3 separate regions of the Mus musculus genome follow, and regions 2 and 3 are each linked to region 1. The links are chromatin contacts, called in public ChIA-PET and Hi-C maps. All regions are on one chromosome and are shown on one strand. Each heading gives the region's core, a stretch centred on a gene start, on an enhancer-like site or on the middle of the called end of the contact. The rest is flanking DNA. Distances are from core to core; before and after follow the strand shown. Region 1 overlaps Hdc (histidine decarboxylase). Region 2 overlaps Atp8b4 (ATPase, class I, type 8B, member 4). Region 3 overlaps Usp8 (ubiquitin specific peptidase 8).

The links. Hi-C and Micro-C count contacts between places; a contact is called where the count stands out from the background. ChIA-PET counts read pairs in DNA pulled down with a chosen protein or histone mark.
Region 2: a contact with region 1 is called in an RNA polymerase II ChIA-PET map of effector CD8 T cells, with 29 read pairs. The contact joins two enhancer-like sites. A contact is called at or near these places in 1 of 484 Hi-C or Micro-C datasets (natural killer cells), 3 of 115 datasets of contacts at active chromatin or transcription factors (double positive thymocytes, effector CD8 T cells and memory CD8 T cells) and 1 of 9 other capture datasets (adipose tissue).
Region 3: a Hi-C map of liver shows a contact between it and region 1, with 2.2 times the contacts expected there. The contact joins two enhancer-like sites. A contact is called at or near these places in 2 of 15 datasets of contacts at CTCF or cohesin (CD8 T cells and large pre-B cells), 18 of 484 Hi-C or Micro-C datasets (B cells, the C10 cell line, the G1E-ER4 cell line and 13 more), 2 of 115 datasets of contacts at active chromatin or transcription factors (bone marrow-derived macrophages and regulatory T cells) and 3 of 9 other capture datasets (adipose tissue, liver and pancreatic islet).

Annotation. Positions count from the first base shown.
Region 1 is chr2:126,596,212-126,599,243 of GRCm38.p6, forward strand. Hdc (histidine decarboxylase) reads right to left here. Exons shown (of 12, transcript NM_008230.6): 10 at 1,660-1,758. Among named protein-coding and RNA genes, the nearest start is that of Hdc, 21 kb to the right of the region's middle. Within about 2 kb of position 1,295, at least 88 of the 459 cell types and tissues checked have an H3K27ac peak or open chromatin away from gene starts, as enhancers often do. A contact at or near this core is called in double positive thymocytes, effector CD8 T cells, liver and 1 more, where this site is marked.
Region 2 is chr2:126,466,343-126,469,547 of GRCm38.p6, forward strand. All of the region lies in intron 3 of Atp8b4 (ATPase, class I, type 8B, member 4), which reads right to left. Among named protein-coding and RNA genes, the nearest start is that of Atp8b4, 24 kb to the right of the region's middle. Within about 2 kb of position 1,644, at least 102 of the 459 cell types and tissues checked have an H3K27ac peak or open chromatin away from gene starts, as enhancers often do. A contact at or near this core is called in double positive thymocytes, effector CD8 T cells and memory CD8 T cells, where this site is marked.
Region 3 is chr2:126,728,077-126,731,234 of GRCm38.p6, forward strand. Usp8 (ubiquitin specific peptidase 8) reads left to right here. Exons shown (of 19, transcript NM_019729.3): 5 at 1,084-1,246. Among named protein-coding and RNA genes, the nearest start is that of Usp8, 22 kb to the left of the region's middle. Within about 2 kb of position 1,350, at least 6 of the 459 cell types and tissues checked have an H3K27ac peak or open chromatin away from gene starts, as enhancers often do. A contact at or near this core is called in liver, where this site is marked.

The DNA of each region.
Region 1 (3,032 bases), core at 45-2,544:
AATGCCAGCACTCGAGAGGGGAGCCTTGAGCTCCAGACTAGCAAGAACAACAAATGAGACCTGGGGGCGTGGGGAGGGGGGAGTAAGTGACAGACACAGCACATGATAGGGCTAGAGATTCCAGTCTGAGACTCACATACACTCTCTGCTAAGTGAATTAATTTTTAAAGATTTATTTAATGTATGTGAGTGCTCTGACTGCATGTACACCTACATGCCAGAAGAGGGCATCAGATCCCATTACAGATGGTGGTGAGCCACCATGTGGTTGCTGGGAATTGAACTCAGGACCTCTGGAAGAGCAGTCAGTGCTCTTAACTGCTGAGTCATCTCTCCTGCCCCACTAAGTGATTTTTTTTTTATGGGCTGGAACTCCCACTTGATATTTCGTTTTAAAAGAAGACAGAGCTTCAGGTGTCTTCCTTGACCATGAAGAGGCGGTGCCATTTGAACCAACCTCTATCTGCTCCTCTATCTGCTCCACTCTCTCTCTCTCTCCAGTCAATTTCAAACTCTTACCACCGCCTCATGAACTTTTTCTTTTCTTTGAGAAAGGCTCTCTCTCATGGATCCTAGACTGGCTCAAAGTTACAATGTAGCCAAGGACGACCTGGTACCATTGATCCTTCTGCCTCCACCCCCCACTGTGGAACTACCTGCAAGCGCTGCCAGGAGAAGGTTAAGCAATACTAGGGGGTCAAACAGTGGCTTTGTGCATGGGGAGTAAACAGTGTACCAATGGAGCTACGTCCCCACTTGATCCCTAAGAAGTTCTTCATGTGCAAGTCCAGGCCTTGTCCGGGAAAAGCATACTAACTGTTCTCCTGGCCTTTATATGCCCATGCCCCATTTCTAACCTGGTTATGATTCTCCCCTATAACTCCTTTCCTCTGGGCCTGTTTTCACCACCTGCCCTGTCAAAATTCTCCATGTCTCACTCACATGCCCCACAATGTCCCCTCAGAGCCCACCTTTGTCAGCATCCTCACTTTTTAAAATCCAAGGGAGGGTGATTCTCCCAAGGCTTGGGCGGCAGAAAGTAGGTCTCCCAGTTAATAAGACATTCTCCTCCTGCCCTATTCTCTTCCCTCCCATGAGGCAAGCTGTGTATGAGACAGAGCAGAGGCCAGGGGAGAGGAGGACACAATTACAGGTAGTGTGTTCACTACAGACCTCACCTAGAAGGTGAAGAGCAGGTGTGGCTGTGTTGACACACCATTCACCAGGGAGCCATGACAGCCACTCCTTCTTAAAGACTCGGCCCTACTTTGACCATAGACCCTGCTCTTTGACCTACTTTCACTTTCTCTTTCCGTAAACTAGGCTTTTGAGTGCTCAGTTCTCAAAGACAACAACAGGAAAGGTGAGACTCTCAGGAAATCGGTGAAACAAGGGATGTCAGAACAGAGGAAGTTGCACTTAGTGGTGACTGTTTAGAAAATAAACAGTGTGAACTACAGATCACAGACAGTCCACTGGGACTACATGGAGATCAGCGCACCTCTACATAACCAACATTCAAGTCCCTCTGCGCACCCTACCACTGAGCCACAAACCAAGGATCCCCTGGGCAGATTTGTAAAACCGAGGCAAAGTCTTCCTTCCCATGGAAAATGCAAAGAATCATGGGCTTAGTCCCACGGCTCTCGCGCAACATACGTGTCTGACATGTGCTTGAAGATTCTTCACCCCGAAGGACCGAATCACAAACCACAGCTTAATGGAGCGAAAGCGCCGGCTCAAGGGGATCTGCCAATGCTAGAAACAAATAACACAGAGCTCATGGTTAGAAGCAACGTGCCCACTCCCTCGGGCACTCCTAGCATTCTGTGTTGCCTGCAGAGCACTCCTGGGATTTCCCTGGTGTCACCATGACTCCCAAAGCTGTTGCTAAGGAGCAAACCAAGACAAGCTTATCTGGGTAACACTAACAGTTCCAAGCCTGTGACCTGGAACCGAGCGTGACCTCTCGAAAACTGCTGTTTTAAGTATTTCATCCCAGCCTAGAAACTCCTAGAAGTTCCTTGAGTAGCAGAAATTAAAGTTCTATGTCTGTTCTTCTCAACATTAGTGTAGCTTTAGGATGGTGATTAAGAGCTTAAACCCTGGGGCCCCACAGACCTGGGTTTCCCTTTAGCTCTGCCCTGGCTCCTTACCCTGTGTGACTTTCACAGGGCCACCTCACGGGCACATCAATGGCATAGGACAAAAGGTGCTTTCCAGGAAAGTGGCTTGAGGACAGTGCAAAACCTCAGAGAAAGTTGTCCAGGCAGTGTAGGCTGTTTAGATGATAAACAGGTGAGCTAGGAATCACATGTGTGTGTCTGTCTGGCACCAAGATGGTCAGTCCTTACTTAATCTTGCTGCCACCTACTGGCTTTGGCTTTCACCTGTGAGATTCCTGTGGCCTCAGATGCTCCATCCAAGCTTTCCGACTGCACAGGAACCCCTGCCTCAGTCTGAACTGATCCCTGTCCTGGTACCAAATTCAACAGAGCTTAAAGTTCAAAGCTGCAGTTACCATAGATTCTGAAAATTCCCAATCCTAGTGCTCAGGTCTGAAAACAGAGCAAACGGTTTGCGGGACACTTGCAGTTGTTCTAACAAGCAATGTGACTTCTCCTAAGCTTTCCCCTCAAATGTCAGAAAACCTCTGCCACAATTTCTGCTCTCTAAAAATATCCATCTCGTTGACCATTCCTCTGCCTCTCTCCATGGAGTTGCCAAAACTTTACTGATGTCCCCATCTTTATGCTTCATTGTAGTCTCCCAGAGTAGACACGGCTGGCTTATTACTCCAGTATCAAGGACAGTATGTTTCCTTGCACTAAACTCTCAGGCATGATGGTGCATGCCTTTAATCCCAGCACTGGAGAGGCAGAAGCAGGCAGACCTGCTGAGTTCAAGGACAGCCTGGTCTATATGTGTAGTGGAGTTCCAACCAGGAGGGGGAGGGTGGAGGGGAGAGAGAGAGAGAGAGAGAGACTTTTGTCAGCCAGAAGAGGGCATCAAAACCTTAGGAAAGGACAGAA
Region 2 (3,205 bases), core at 394-2,893, 130 kb before region 1:
TCACCACACTGTGTTCACATTTGCTACGGTCTAAGTTAGTTTGAGGGGTTTTTTTTCCTCCAACCTAACATCAAACATAAGCATTACTAATACATTCGAGGTTCATTCCTGTTCCGTGTAAGGCATGACTTTATGTCTGCTCATGCCTAACACACTGACTGCATCACAGAGTGTAACCTGCATCATGGAGTGTAGCCCTCCATAGCTCAGGGGTTGTCGGAAACACTGTGTGTTTCTGTGAATGCCACAAGCCAACCCCCGGGAGCTTTTGTAAGAGTCCCATGATTTCAACATTATGGAGACCGCTTTCTTCGTCTGATGAGACACTTGTATGTCATGACAACTATACAAATGTCTACCTCTTCTTGCTACAGGAAAACTCATGTGTCGTGTTGCTATGATCCACTCTACATTCCAGGGAAATAAAGAACCCCGCCAAGGGAACAAGAATCTCTAAACTGTGGAATTAAAAGCAAAGAGCTGTGCCCACCCACAGACTGCTTTTCAGAAAGGAGGAAGTGGCCAGAAGACAATTGTACCACTCAGGAAATATGTGAAACACCCACATTTACGCAAGGCTTCTCCAAAGGATGCACGGTGGGGCACATGGCTGCACAGTCAGGTCTGGTGGCACCTGCCTCTCTGATACCAAAGCTCCTCCATGGTAGTCAAATGTTGCCTGGTGCGATTCCTCCGGGCTCAGAATGGGAAGATGGAGAGTGAGAATGCACTGACACACGCTGCAGAAGGGGCTGTGTGGAGAGGGAGTTAGAGATGGTGGCTACCAGCAGCATCACAGCATTCTCCTCAGCCAGGGTCCAGGCTGCGAGCAAAATGTCCTTTTGTAGGGAGAAGGAGCTGTGGGAACGCCACCCCTAACAGTCACTCACTCTTCAGCTCCTGTTTGTAAAGGGCCGCCTAGACTACAATATAGACAGAAATCTATACACAGAGTAAGGCTGCGTTCTATCTGTGGGGGAGAAAGGCAGGAATAAACAGAAAAGAAACTTGTAAACTGGTGACATTATTTAATGAAGTGACCCCTGCTGTGCAAACGTTGGCAGCCAGCACAGAAGGTTCACCTTAGGGAGCCTTCTCACACGACTCTCCTAGTTAACAGGACCTCAAGTCACTAAGGGTGAGGGGTGAATATGGTCAAAATACATTAGAGAAATTCTCAAAGAATTAATAAAAATATATTATTTTGAAAGATTAACCTGATGAGACTGTACGCAAAAGAATCCCTTGTGTTAACAACAAAAAAAAATAGAAAAAAGAAAAAATTTAGGTGTATTTTAGCTAAAAGCTTAAAGTTGAGATAACTCATGCTTAATGCAGATTTTCTTTACTATAGATGTATGTCTATGGTAAGGATAATATATACATACAAGTATTTTTACATGTATACACATATGTGCATATATGTAGGATTATGTGATACATACACATGTATACTTGTGTGTGTGTGTCTGTCCATACACACGTATTGTATCTACAGCAAAGAATACCTGTTATCTGTGTATGGGTATACCTGGAGTTTCAGTTTCATTTCACAAATGGGGATTGTGTTGGGCAATCTCTATTGAGATCAAAGACAAAGACCACAGGAAGGATGGAAGAGCACGGCTGGCTCTCAGGGTGACAGTTTCACCACAGATGAGAGGTGTTGCCGCCTGCCATGTGCCAAGCACAGTGTATGATCCTCAGACCATCTAGGGAGCCAGAGTGTCTCCACACCGTTTTTTTACAAATGAGGAAATAGAAACCAAGGCTGAGAGCTGTTTTGAGGGCTGAGGCCAAACAGGACACTTCATAGAGTCCCATGTTAAAACACTGTGTTTGTGCAGGTGAATCAGAAATATGGAATCCCCAGACTGCCTCTTGGGAAAGGATCCTCTGATCTGTGCAGTGCAGCGAAAGGTTCACATTAATTCAATCAGCCCGAGCCGTCACTTTCAGCCTGAATCCAGTGTCATCACGCTGCTTGGGAGATCATTTCCCATCCAAGCAGTGTCAAGAAGAGCCCTTCCCAAGCTGCCAGACAGCCATGACAACTACCTTCCCTTTTCCACCCTCAGGCATCAGTTTAGTGTTTCAGCATCTGAAAGCCTATACTAGAACTAGTAATGTCCTATGAATAATGATTTATCGACAAAAGACTAATTTGGACAATTACCAGGGGAACAGATTACATTCTCCTCTGAGGTTAATTTAATCACACTACTTCTTTTGTTTGTCTGTCCAGGTGCATAGACACTTAAAACATTTTAGATAGTTCCAAACGCAATGTTAACTTCTCTTTTGTGACGTTTGAAAAAGTACTTCAAATTCCCACTGATTTATAAAGGGGCGGGGTTCAAAAGACAAGAAAGAGTAAAGTAAGACTGGGCTTCAGGGACCCTTTCTGGGAGCTTTGCTACTGGTCTGCTGACTCTTGCTTCTGCTTTGCCAGGGTGTTTTTGTGCCTCCTGCTGACATATCCAGCCTCAACTAGGGACAGGCCCTTGGCTTTGGCCACAGTCCATCTCAGAGCTTCAGAGCCTTCTGGGAGCAAAGCAGGCCCTGCATCGGGTTGATGTTAAAGCTAGCTCAGTTGGGCTCATCTTCCTAACTCCAGAGAGGTTTGGGAGCATAAAGTCCACACGAAGTTGATTTTTATTAGAACCAAACAGATCCTGCGCACACTGCTGTGCAGTCTGGAAACTGGGCCAAACTTCAGGATCTCAGCATTGAAGAGAATAACAAAGGCACAGTGGAGGAGTCAGGTTAACAAGGAAGGGCACTCGAAGCAATAATCCTTCCTAGGACTCTTCTCACCTCGGGCTTCTACATAAATAACAGAGCCTCAAGCGATGCCCTCAAAGGTTGGAGCTGGGCATTAGAAGGAAGCCCCCAGAACTCTGTGGCTCCACTCCGGTTCTTCCTGATCCTGTAACAACCCTGGTCTTTCTGTCCAAGGCCCCCTCACAGGCAGGATTAGGCAATATCCTATTTGTTGGGTGTACTTTGCCTGGCAAAGAAGTGCAGGGAAGAAGGGGATAAACAGAGGACTGGGTCAGAAATTAGAACAGAAAAGTATCTAGGTTGGTGAGGGGAGGGAGTCAGAGGACTTTAAAGGGTTTTTTTTGTATCATTAAAATAATTTATAAATTATTATAATTTATAAATAAAATGTCATTCTTCAATATTTTGTGTTCATGGCATG
Region 3 (3,158 bases), core at 100-2,599, 130 kb after region 1:
TGGTGGGTTTTATTCCCTTCAAGAGTGTTAGGGTATTTTGTTCTAGAATGGTGGTGAACTTGGCTGGGTTGGATTTTATACACTGTCTTGCCTGTGGTAGTCAGCATCTGGAATGTCTTTTAAAGTTAGCTGTTTCCTCAGTGTTTGCTCTGTTCTTACTTAGTTTGGGTGTTGGCTATAGACTGGGACAACTTTATGCAAAGAGGGCTGAAACTTTGGCGCTCTGTATTAGTTTTAGCTGCCTCTTCAGCACATGAAGTCCTGGTGTTAGGAATAAAACCATCAAAATTAGAGAGTTTGACAGATGTCCTTCCCCTTCCCAGTTCTTCACCCTGCCTGCTCCTTATCTTTGTGGCAGTCCAGAGCTGTGGCTGTCTGGGGAGGTATATGTCCTTCATATACAAGTATGGACAATAGACAGTATAAGCATGCCAGAGTTTTAGTTCGTTCTTTCCTAACTGACTGGAGTAAATTATTTGTTACCCTTTTCTCTCTCGGCTCTACCTTCTCTCTTCCTTCCCTCACCACCCCATCTCTGTCTCTGTCTCCATCTCCCCTGATCCTCTTAAGTTCAGAACCAGCAGTCATTACTGTATTCACTAATGACTGGGTGAGCAATGTCTTAGGATAGCTGCAAACTGTACTCACCATAGCTTGTTTAACATTTAGCAAAATAGAAGATAATCACGTCTTGACTTTGATAATAATTCTCCAGTTGATGTGGTTAATACCTTTCTTGAATACTTGTTTTAACATTTTGATCTAAATCATCTACACAGTGAGATACTGGGAGAAGTCCTCTTCCAGAGTGAATCAAGAGTTTGTTTAAAAAGTGAAATTGTAGCAGAATTGATAATTACTTGAAATTAGTGAAAAAGCAAGAACAACATTAATAAAAAGAGCATAACATTTATTTTTCAAGGTGTTTGTCCAGTTTAAAGTACACAGACAGCCCCTGAGGGCAGATGCATGTGGTTTGTATGGGAACTCTAGCAGAATTCTCCCAAGCCAAGATGCTAAGTATGAAACATGAACGCCCTTAGCTATACTCCATCACATTAATAGGAAGCTTCTTTCAACTAGATACGAAGAGGCTGAAGTTCGGAAACAACTTGAAGAAAAGGACAGACGGGAGGAAGAGCAGCTGCAGCAACAGAAAAGGCAGGAGATGGGGAGAGAGGACAGCGGTGCGGCAGCCAAACGCTCTGTGGAAAATTTACTGGATTCCAAAACCAAAACCCAAAGGGTATTGCAAGTTTATTGTGTAAACGCTGGTCCTGTTTGCCAGGTGACCTATCTGGAGGAGGTGCACTGCCACTGTAAAGTTCTTTTGAGGCAATAGGGATACCATTGGTTGGAATTAGAATCAAAGGTCCTGACTGCAGGTTTTCCTGTGAGCTTCCACAGCAGCACTGTCCTGGTCACTGGTTACAATGTTAGCAGTCACTACAGTGGAAGGAGGGTGGCCTGAGAGGAACCATTGGATTGTCATCTATCTATCTAGTTCTGGGCCTGTGTGAGTTTTGCTTAACAACTCTTGGACTCAGGTTTGCCAAATGAAGATCTTTTTTTTTTTTTTTTTTGGTTTCTTGAGACAGGGTTTCTCTGTATAGCCCTGGCTGTCCTGGAACTCACTCTGTAGATCAGGCTGGCCTCGAACTCAGAAATCCGCCTGCCTCTGCCTCCCGAGTGCTGGGATTAAAGGCGTGAGCCACCATGCCCGGCCCAAATGAAGGTCTTAAAACGAGGTCTAAGGTGTCTTTTTCCTACTGATAAATCTCCATTAAGAGAAGGACCAGGGCCAGGCATGGTGGTAAGGTGAGTGCCTTTAATCCCAGCAGAGGCAGGTAGAGCTCAGAGTTCATTCAAGTGAGTTCCAGGCCAGCCAGGGCCACACAGGGAAACCCTGCCCAAAAAACAAAAATAAAATAAAGAGCAAAGGACTTGGTTTGCTGCTTTATTTGGTCCCAAACAGTTTTGGTTACTGGAGTCTTAGGCACACACGCCATCTATTCCTTTCTTCCTCTATTCCAGTTTTCCCTTTGTCTGTCCTGTTCAGCGTTTTATTCAATCTTCTTAGCATGTGTACAAGATGTCTTTATCAAAAGCCACCAGTGACACAATCTCTGCCAGCTGTCACTGTGCCCCTTCCTTACTTTCTCAGAATTACTCTCCTGAAGATGTAAGTGGTTTTCAGTTGTTGAACTCCTTGGAGGCTGTGCTTTGCTCCCTCTGATCCCTGTGTTTCTTAGGGGTACGTAGTGTTCCCCTGTTGCTAGTGTGGATTGCTGGTATTTGGGAGAGGTCTCACTGGGTTAAGCAGTCTGATCTCCCATTGTTGGAATTCACAGGGAGACAAACCACTAACCTTCTCAACAGGTCAAGTGGCTGCCGTAAGCAATAACCGGACTTAAAGGGGAATCTTTCATTTTGTTGCCTTTTCTTTTGTTTGTTTTTTAAGATAATTTATTTTTATTCTTTGGGCATTGGTGTTTTCCCTCCATGTATGTCTGAGTGCGGGAGTCAGATCTTGGAGTTACAGACAGTTGTGAGCTGCCATGTGGGTGCTGGTGTTAAGAGTCAGCAGTCAATGCTCTTAACTGCTGAGTCAGCTCTCAAGCCCCTTATTGCCTTTTTAGAAGTGAGTAGTCACTTTTTTTCTCTAATTTGAGACAGAGTCTCTTGTAGCCCAGGCTCACTTAAGTCGTTAAGGCTGGCCTTGAATTTCTGCTTTTTGCCTTTGCCCCAATTTCTAAGATTATAGGCCCTTGTAATCTTGCCAAGCTAATGGCATGCTAGGGTAAGCAAATGACCAGCTGTGCTACATCTCCCACCCTGTTACTGTGACGTTAACATTTGCCCACTTTGTCTCCTACACTGTTTCTCTCGCTCTCACTCTCGCTCTCGGCTTGAGTATTTGTACTATTTGAGTAGCTGCTCTGCTACTTTACTGCTAACTGCTTTGCTGCACAGTTCTCATAACTGTAGTCCTCGCCACCCTGTAAACTTAATAGTAACTCCTTAGTATCCCCGGGTGCTCAGTCTGTATTCGGATTTTGCTGTTGCCTGCATGTTAATTTCACAAGTTAATTTGTCCACAAGTTAATTTCACAAGTTAATTTGTTCACAAGTTAATTTGTTGAATCATGATGCAAAAC